Linked DNA regions of Mus musculus: regions 2 and 3 are each linked to region 1. The links are chromatin contacts, called in public promoter capture Hi-C maps. All regions are on one chromosome and are shown on one strand. The core of a region is the stretch at or near the end of the contact, and the rest is flanking DNA. Distances in the headings are between cores, read along the strand shown.

Region 1 (3,052 bases), core at 139-2,638:
AAGGATGTGGAGGGAACTCTGATTTACTGGTATTGGGGTGCGGGGTGGGGTACAAATCAATACAGCCACTGTGGAAATCAGTTCGGATATTCTCAAAAAATTAAAAATAGAACTCCAATATGACAAAGTTATTTTAAACCTGAGCATATATTCAAAGAATATAGAGAATCATAGAGATATTTTTTTACCTCAATGTTAATTACTGCTTTATTCACAATAACAAAGAATTGGAATCAACCTAGTTGCCCATCTACAGAGAAATGGATAATGAAAAATTTGTTAATCAAGCAAACATACATAAATATTACTCATCTCTAAAGAAAAATGAAGTCATAAAACATGCAGGAAAATACATGGAATTAGAATGTGTATTAAGCAAAACCACATGCTCTCTCCCATGTGGAACAGACTAAACGCAAGCATTGGACAACTTAAATTGTTTCTATTGACATTTATGTGGAAGTGTAAACGTAGTAACAGTGTACCTTCATTAACTGTTGACTCTTGGCCGTTTTATGATTTATTAATTAAAGTTTTATGGCTTATAAAAACTCAATTCAGAAATTCACACCTCCCCCATATTGGCAGTTTTATTCAGAATTTTATTGCATCCGAGACAGCATAGTTTATAAAGCCAGATCAACCTCATTCTACACAACTGAATGTACAAATCCTGAACTTAAGTGGTCTGTCGCAAGGTATGAAATGACTTAAGTAGGGAAGCATCCTTAAGAGGTGGAAGCAGAAAAATGGGCAAGTATAATAAAACTGCCTAGAACAAATAAAAAGAGTGAAACCATGTGAACACCTAGTGAACTCACCACTTGACAGGACTATTCAGCTTTCCTAGCATTGTTCCGCATGCAAATTAAGCACATACATGTTCGTTCTGATTGGACAACCTGTTACGAGCCGTTTTCACTCCAGTTCTCAGTTAACAAGCGTCAGCTCTTCTGTAAAAGATGTGGTGGTCCTGAAAAGGACCTTTAGGGAAATATAGTGTAAGCGAGCAGCTTAGCCGCCGAACCCGTAGAGGGTGCGGCCCTGGCGCTTGAGCGCGTAGACCACGTCCATGGCGGTGACGGTCTTGCGCTTGGCGTGCTCCGTGTAGGTGACGGCGTCGCGGATCACGTTCTCCAGGAACACCTTCAGCACACCGCGGGTCTCCTCGTAGATGAGGCCGGAGATGCGCTTCACTCCCCCGCGCCGGGCCAGGCGGCGGATGGCGGGCTTCGTGATGCCCTGGATGTTGTCGCGCAGCACTTTGCGGTGGCGCTTAGCGCCACCTTTACCGAGCCCTTTCCCGCCCTTACCTCTGCCAGACATGACTGCACTCAGGACAGCTCAGAACAGAGATGCTGACCGGGAGCCTGAGCGCCGTCTTTTTATACTGTAGCGGGCGGACCGAAATGAGAACCTGCAGGGAGGAGGCGGGAAGTTGCGCCCGCGGCCGTGGGGGAGGGGAAGACTTACCAAAAAGAAAAAGGGCGCCTTTTGTTTCCCTGTCTGTGCTTTCTGAGGGAACTAGCTCCTCACGCCCTTTTAAGAGTTTGGAGAATCGAGCGCACAATCAGTACACTGATTGCACAAAATACAGAAAGCCAAGCGGCCCCTTAACAACCGGTAACCCCGTCCAGAGAGGACACTGCAGGCGGCTGCTAAGGCGCTTTGGTGCTCAGTACACACTTTCCACCGTGCAAACCGTGCTCTGAATTACCTTGTGTTCCTTCTCTATTGTAACCGCATTTCAATTTTTTTTTTTAGTTCAAACTTCCAAAAGGCCATTTTAATATGTTTATAAGAATTTATAGAAACCTTTAAGCCGATTTCAGTTCACAGTTTGCTTGGACCCCTGCTCACACCACACAATCTGGGAAACCCTGTCTGCTGTCCTTCCCTCAACCCCATATGCTTGGAGAAAACTTCAGGCTAACATGTCATCACCCTCACCTAAGAGTTTCTGGCAACCAACCCTGGCTTGGAAAAGGGCAAGACAGGGTCTAAACACTATCTCAGTCGCCCTTGGGGTGCCTACTTCAAAATTTATCCAAAGTGGGCTGGAATCCAAAATGCCTGACTTTCCTTTGTTCTTTGGTCTGCCCTCAGTACACGCTGACCCGTCTGGATGGCCACTAGAGGGCACTCTTGACTATAACATCCTTCGTGATCTTGAAATTTTCTGCTGGTTTAAGAATGGTCTGGACTCCCTTTGTTCACGTTTTGGGGGAACTGAATTCTTGTCCCTCCGTCTGTAGTGCTCGATGGCTTAGGCCAAGGTTGCAGCATTTTCAGACATACAGGGACTCAGACCTCGAGCAACCGTCATCTGAATCACTGGGTCTCCACCCCTTCTCTTCTTCTCTCCCCCTCCTACACACTAAGTGCTTTGTCTAGTGGACAGCCTTCTTCTCTGCACCCAGGCCTTTCTCCTATTCCACCTAATCCTTTCCCAATCCCACCCCACCTCCCCCACCCCCCCCCCCCAAAAATCACATACTCTGCTTACTGAAGTCTTCTTGCCTATACCAATGCCTTCTGTCTTCCCCTCTGAGCTAAAGGCCATGCACAATTAGCCTCTTCCCCTTACCCACCTTCTTCCCCTCCTCCCTGCTCCTCCTTCTTCTTTACAGGTTCCACTTATAGGTTAACCCTCTCCCCTTTATCCACTTCCACCCTCCCTGCCTACTCTGCTTCCTGCCTCTACTTCGTTGCTGACACCCACACCCTGGCCCCATCCACACTGGCCTACTACCCCTGGAATCTCCCCTGTAGCCTCTTATACAGGGTCCCACCAAACCTGTGCTCCCTTCTGCCCTCTCCAGGAAGCAGTTGGAGTTGAGGGTGTTGTTGAGTTCATGTTCCTTTTCCTCCTCAAGACCTCCCCAGATTGAAAAACTGCTAGGATCCTTCTCTGTCAACCGGTCTGCCAGTGTTAAGGCGTTCCGGTCCCTTCGCCAGTCATTAACATGAGGCACGACCTTTATATCATCCAGGCCTCCACTCTCACTCTCACACAGTGTGAATGTGTGCCAGCCAGCAAGCAGACCAGACC
Region 2 (3,052 bases), core at 319-2,818, 500 kb after region 1:
AGAGTTGGGAGGAGTTGGGAAGAGTTGGGAGGAGTGTTCTTCTCTGCCTGGATGTCCTTGGTAAAATTACAATTATCGCATCTCTGGCTGTAAGGCTCAGAAACCAAAAGGCTTTTTGCTGGCTATAGAGAACAAAGAGCTTCTTTCTAGCTGTATTTTTAGAGATCAGGGAAACAAGCTTGGGGAATGACCAGGGGCTTTACCTTCTAGGGAGAAATGCTCTAAGTCGGGGTCTCACAGAAGGAGCTCCTAACAACAGATAGGGATTTTCTCTTTGGACTTGCAGGAAAACAGAGAAGCAGCTGCAGCTGCAAGGCACAGGTTACACAGTATTCTAGGAAAGAGAACCAAGGGGCCCTCTTGGGTTTGGAGGCACTCAAGAGAAAGGCAGACTAGCTCAGTAGAATGACACATAGAGACTTCTAAAGAGCTAGTAGTTTAGTTGTAGGATCGGGCTTGTAAATAGATACTTTGTATATAGTTAAGAAAATAAAGTTATCTCGGTGAGCTAGCAGGGTTTTACCTCAATTTACATCTCTGGTGTCGTGTCCTTATTGGTATAAATATTAATTTACACCCAAGTTCTCACATGGCTAGGCAAATGTTCTGACTCTAGGCCTTATCCCCCAACTCGTGTTTACCTTCCAGGGACATGGCAGAAAGAAATGAAGGAGCTGAGCTTGGAAGGCGGATACAGTCCCTGCTTCTAATCGAAAACAAAACAAAACCCCAAGAGCAGCAGATCCCCGTGGCTATTTTTCTGTTGTTATTGTTGTCGGCCAGTCCCCTTGCGTTTGTACTGGCTGTGTTGACAGTCACTCAAGCTGGTGCCAGACTCTGGGTTGAAACAGGAATGGTTGTTTACAGGAGCACATCACCAGACGCACAGTTTCACCCCAAGATGTCAAGAAGCTCCTCCTTACAACGGAGTCACAGTTCATCTTTCTTGCTGGGTGGGGTGGGGTGGGGTGGCTGAGACCTTGAGAACACACATAAGGAAGCATTTTCTTGTTTGATTCAGAAACCCCTGGTTTCCACAGCTCCTAGGGGATTTCCCAGTATCCTCTGGATGGAATCACTGGATTTTACTGCTGTGAAATATAACTCGGTAAGGGGATGCCTGGTGGGTCCATGCTAATGTGTGCCTCTGAGAAATTATGCCATGCAACAGGTCTGATATAAAGAGGGAAGGGAGGAGAATGAGATCCTGGGGAAAGGGCAGTGGCAGACAAGTGGACAGGTAGACAGGCAGATAGACCAGACCGGAGCAGAGCTATGAGGGCAGGGCGGGGTGGGGAAGGGGGTGTGCAGAGAAGGACAGAAAGGCTTCAGCCACAGAGCAGATGAACTTGCCAGCAAGTGTGAAGACAAACAAACAAAAAGCAAAAGCTCTCATCTTTCCTGTCCTTTTCTGTGAGGTGTCACCAGGAGAAGCTCAGATTTAGAGTGTATTTTCCTATCTCAAATAATCTCATCAAGAAAGTCTCCCCCGGATGTGCTCAGACGGTTGGCATTTAGTTGATTCCAGATGTGGTCACGTTAGCTACAATCCCTCCGGCTGGGAAACTAAGAGACTGTGTGTGTGTACATCATCTACTCTGACATCCGCCTAAGAGGTTCTGTGGCTCAGAGTCTGCCGCAGTTTTGTTGCTGTGATAAAACTATGACCAAAAGCAATTTAGGGAAACAGGGTTTAAGACATATTAGAAGTTAGACTCCATCATAACAGAAAGCAAGGGCAGGAACTCAAGCAGAAGCTATGTAGAAACCAGTTACTGGCTTACTCCACTTACTGTTTTGTTTTGCTTTGGTTTGGTTTGGTTTTTTTAGAGACAGGATTTCTCTGTGTAGTCCTGGCTGGCCTGGAATCCCTCTATAGACAGACCAGACTGGCCTTAAACTCAGAGTTCACTTGGCTCTGCTTCCCTAGTGCTGGGATTAAAGTCATGTGCCATCACTGCCCAGCTTCAGCTTATTTTATTATATAACCCAGGACCTTTTGCCCAGGGCTGGCACTGCAGACAATGGACTGGGCCCTCCCACATCAATCATTAATCAAGAAAGTGCCCCCAGCGACTTGCCTACAGCCAGTCTGATAGAGGCAATTCCTCAACTGAGAGTTCCTGCTTCCCAAGTCGCTTTTCTGTCAACTTAAAAAAACCTAACCACTACAAGGTCCAAATTGTGTAGGTTTAAAATAAACATTTTGTATCATGTGTTTGTGTACAGGAAATGAAAACCAGTCAGGGAACTGAGTGTTTCTGTGTGGGACATTCAGGAGCCTGCACTCAGGCCCTGGGCATCGCCCAACCCATCTCAAAGGTAGTATTCAAGGTCCTTCCAGAACCATCTTGTTGTAGTCTTTGGGCCCCCATTCCTGGCTTAATTTCTTCTTATCACTGGGTGTAAGGAGGCACTTGTGACTTCAGATCATGGAACCAGGCACCGTGGGAGACTTTAGTCAGTAGAGCTTGAATTGGGATGGGTAATATTGGAAATGCCTTTGAAAAAGAATACAGCACAGCATTTTGAATGTTAGGATAGCCTTAAGGACATTTACATCCACACAACTTCCACCCCTCACAGGGAAGCAGTAGGCCTCACACAGCCATAACCCTTTCCTTTCAAGACTGTCTAAGGCTTGAGCTAGAGTGGGGCTTAGTGGTACCTAGAGGGTCTGAGTACCACAAACAAACTGTTAACTGAAATTACAAAAACTTCTCAACCTCTCATTTCTCCTGGAAAAAGCAAAACAAAAAAGATGAGGCTGTTGAAGGATAGTCTTAAAATAAACAGAACTGGGTAACTGTGTCTCATTGGGATCAAAATTCAGTTGGGCACAATGGTATGTATTATCCTCAGGCAGACCTGTGGGCCCTATTTTTAAATCTATTTTATTGGGTTCTTATACCTACCACCCTTCCATGCCTTATTCTACCCTAATTCCTTCCAACCTCCCAACACTAGGTAGAAGAGGAAAGTTAGAGGAAAAAGTGGGTGTAGACCTCTTTAGACTACTTCCTGCTAATTAGAGTCATTGGAGTTCCTTGAG
Region 3 (3,052 bases), core at 246-2,745, 390 kb after region 1:
AGCAAGGCCTTAAATCTAATTTAAAAAAAAAAAATAGTTGGTTACTCCTATTAGTGCCACTACTGCACCAGTGTACTTTTACAGGTCGTTGCTGCTGTAGATTGCAGGTTTTATAGCCTGGTGACATTGATTACTTTTCTCCTCCTGTAGTGTGTCTAGGACCTTCTAACAGTGAAGCTTCTAGTTTGGTGCCAGATCAATTTTTCATGCTCTATGATATACTTAAGTGACATCATCACTAACAGGGCCTTACCAAGGATAACCAATAGCCTTAACAATTACTTGTGGTGTTTGAGTCAGTCTAGGGACCCCTTTGGTCAACAACTCATTGAGATGTAACCCATCCCTGGCACTGGAGGTGTGAGGGTGGCTTTGATGTAAAAATTTAAGTTGGGTGTGGTGATATACACCTGTAATCCAAGCACTCTAGAAGCTGCAGTATGAGATCACAAATTTTAGGTCAACAGTTCCCTCCTTCAGACAAAACAGATTGATGTTTCACATTATTGTTGGACCTTTCCAATTAAGAATAAAGAAACACTTTTCATATCCCCTTAGTTGAAATGGCCTTCCTCAGAAGTCTCTTCAAAGCTCCTATGACATCTTTGTTCCTCAGAGTATAGATGAATGGATTAGCCATGGGAGTGATGACACAGTAAAACAGAGTCAAGACCTTGATAAGGTCTTGGGAGCCATCCTCTGAGGGTTGCATGTAGATGTAGATCCCTGGTCCATAAAATAAAGACACCACCAGCAGGTGCGATGAGCAAGTGTTGAAAGCCTTGAGCCTCCCTGCCGCAGAAGGCATTCGAAATACAGTTTGAGCAATGTAACTATATGATACAAGTATCATGGAGAGGGGACCCATTATGAAGAATGTGGCCACCACTGCTAAAGTAACCTCATTGACTGTGGTGTCCCCACAAGACATCTTAATAAGCCCAGGCAGCTCACAGAAGAAGTGGTCAAGCATCCGATTCCCACACAGGGGCAACTGTATGGTAAGTGTAGACTGTAGTAGTGAGTTAGCCAGGCCAGTGAGCCAAGCAGCACCAGACAGCTGCAGACAGAGCCTGTGGTCCATAATGACAGAGTACCTCAGAGGCTTGCACACAGCCACATAGCGATCTAAGGCCATGATACCAAGAAGAACACATTCAGTACAGCCTAACCAATGAAACACATAGGCCTGGGCCATGCAGCCTATGTAAGTGATGTTCTTGTTGGGTCCCTGTAAGTTAAACAACATTTGAGGGACAGTCGTAGTGGTAAAACAGAGATCCAAAAATGAAAGGCTGGTAAGGAAGAAATACATGGGACTTTGGAGCTGGGAATCGAGCTGAGAAACCAAAATAATAGCAATGTTTCCCAGCAATGTGAACATGTAGGAGGTCAGGAGGACAAAGAAGAGAGGGAGATCCAGCCATGGGTACTTGGTAAAGCCCATAAGAATGAAATCTTCTGGGAAATCTGCACTGATGCGATTCACTGACATTTCAAAGGAAAGGGGCCTGATAAAATCAAGGAGGAAAAGGATGATTTTAAAAAATTACAACTAGGCAAAAATTATGAAGGTACTAGAAAAAAATACACTTATTTTTTCCTAGGGAAAGAGCTGGTATATGCCATCCATAGAAATCACATCAATGGTGATATAAAACAATAATTCATAGGTAACATTTCAAAAGTCTGGAAAACTCTTCCTGGGGACAAAGTTGTTCTATATAATGCCTGCTTTCCTCTCCTTACTCCCTTTTAAGGAGAAATTTCTCATTGAGGCATCTGAAACACATGAACAAATCAGGATTCAGGCAAAGTGGTAGCTCCTTTCTCCTCACTTCTTAGAGTTAGAACAACTTGTCAGTAGAAAAAAAAAATTTTGAGAAAAGTATATACTTCAGTATTCCAACAGAATGTCATTCCAAAAAGGATGACATTGTAAAAATGTTAAAACTAGTGGCTTTAACTAGTTAAAACCCCTGACTGAGCCAGTGACTGAGAGCATGAGAATTATCAGGAAATGTGAGAGATAAGTAAGAATGTTGGTTTTTATTTTTCCACTGCAAGCTCATGGTATTACATTTTAAAAATCTTGACTATGTGCCTTTAATAAAATGGAAAAGAGCAAAGACTAGAAAGTGTCAATACTTATAAATGAAGCGCACACACGTGTTTGAAGTAATGAAAACACAACAGTTTACCTGCAGGAAAGAATTATTGTAACACCAAAATTTTAGGACAGTGAAACTACTCCATCGCTTCTGTGCTTCCAGCTCTCTGTAATGATGGGCACATGCCAAGGTGAGCTTGTCCAAATGGACAGGATGTACAGTGTTAAAGGTTAATTCCAATGTCAATTCTGGATTTGGAGTAATCAATCCATCCGTATTGGCTCACCGATCACAACCAACGGTCCTGTGGGTTGGGAAAAAGGAAAAACTACACATGCAGGGAGGGCAGGGGATTATGGGAAATCTCTGTACCTTTGCTCAACTTTTCTATTAACCTAAAATGTCTCTAAAATAAATGTTAAAGAAAACATTCTACTTGCCCATTGAGAAGGTTTTCATGATAAATAAAAAAGGATTCTTCTTATAACATGCTCAATGTGCATAAAAAGCTTAGAGTCACTTAAAAGATAAGCCGAAGGAAAAAGGATAATATATTTGAAAATTAACATAGATATTTCCTAGTTTAGGATAGAGATTTAGATACCACATGTTGGGATTAATCCTAAGAAACTTTAGCCAAAGAAATTACATGTGAAGTTATCGTGACAAGAGAAATGTGTTTCAGTTTACTGGACGAGTCTATGGAAGTTGTTTTAATTGTTTTGTTACATCAACAAAACCTGGTTTTGAAGTGACAGACCTGAATGGTGTTGCTAGAATCCCTGTGATGTGTGATAGAAGACCATGGGAGGATTGCAGAACATTTTCCTGTCGATTAATCATAATGGACAGGTAATGAGGACAGGGCTACCACAACCCATAGCTCAGTGATTCCCTAAAGAAGAGCTTTATACACAGTCGTGATTGTTCCCGAAAACACC

The links. Promoter capture Hi-C pulls out the DNA fragments that hold promoters and counts their contacts.
Region 2: a contact with region 1 is called in a promoter capture Hi-C map of cranial neural crest. The contact joins the enhancer-like site here to the promoter of H4c11 in region 1. A contact is called at or near these places in 4 of 39 promoter capture datasets (cranial neural crest, frontonasal cranial neural crest, maxillary cranial neural crest and 1 more) and 10 of 115 datasets of contacts at active chromatin or transcription factors (astrocytes, bone marrow-derived macrophages, effector CD8 T cells and 6 more).
Region 3: a promoter capture Hi-C map of liver shows a contact between it and region 1, with 2.6 times the contacts expected there. The contact joins the promoter of Olfr1367 here to the promoter of H4c11 in region 1. A contact is called at or near these places in 4 of 39 promoter capture datasets (cranial neural crest, liver and neural stem cells) and 1 of 115 datasets of contacts at active chromatin or transcription factors (embryonic stem cells).

Annotation. Positions count from the first base shown.
Region 1 is chr13:21,733,370-21,736,421 of GRCm38.p6, reverse strand. It overlaps H4c11 (H4 clustered histone 11), which reads right to left and starts at 1,388. Exons shown (of 1, transcript NM_178210.2): 1 at 966-1,388. The coding sequence starts at 1,326. The coding sequence ends at 1,015.
Region 2 is chr13:21,235,842-21,238,893 of GRCm38.p6, reverse strand. The region is part of intron 1 of Gm32525 (a long non-coding RNA gene); the gene reads left to right. Among named protein-coding and RNA genes, the nearest start is that of n-TAagc17, 3.3 kb to the right of the region's middle. Within about 2 kb of position 1,568, at least 6 of the 459 cell types and tissues checked have an H3K27ac peak or open chromatin away from gene starts, as enhancers often do. A contact at or near this core is called in second pharyngeal arch cranial neural crest, where this site is marked.
Region 3 is chr13:21,345,373-21,348,424 of GRCm38.p6, reverse strand. It overlaps Olfr1367 (olfactory receptor 1367), which reads right to left and starts at 1,495. Exons shown (of 1, transcript NM_146533.1): 1 at 545-1,495. The coding sequence starts at 1,495. The coding sequence ends at 545.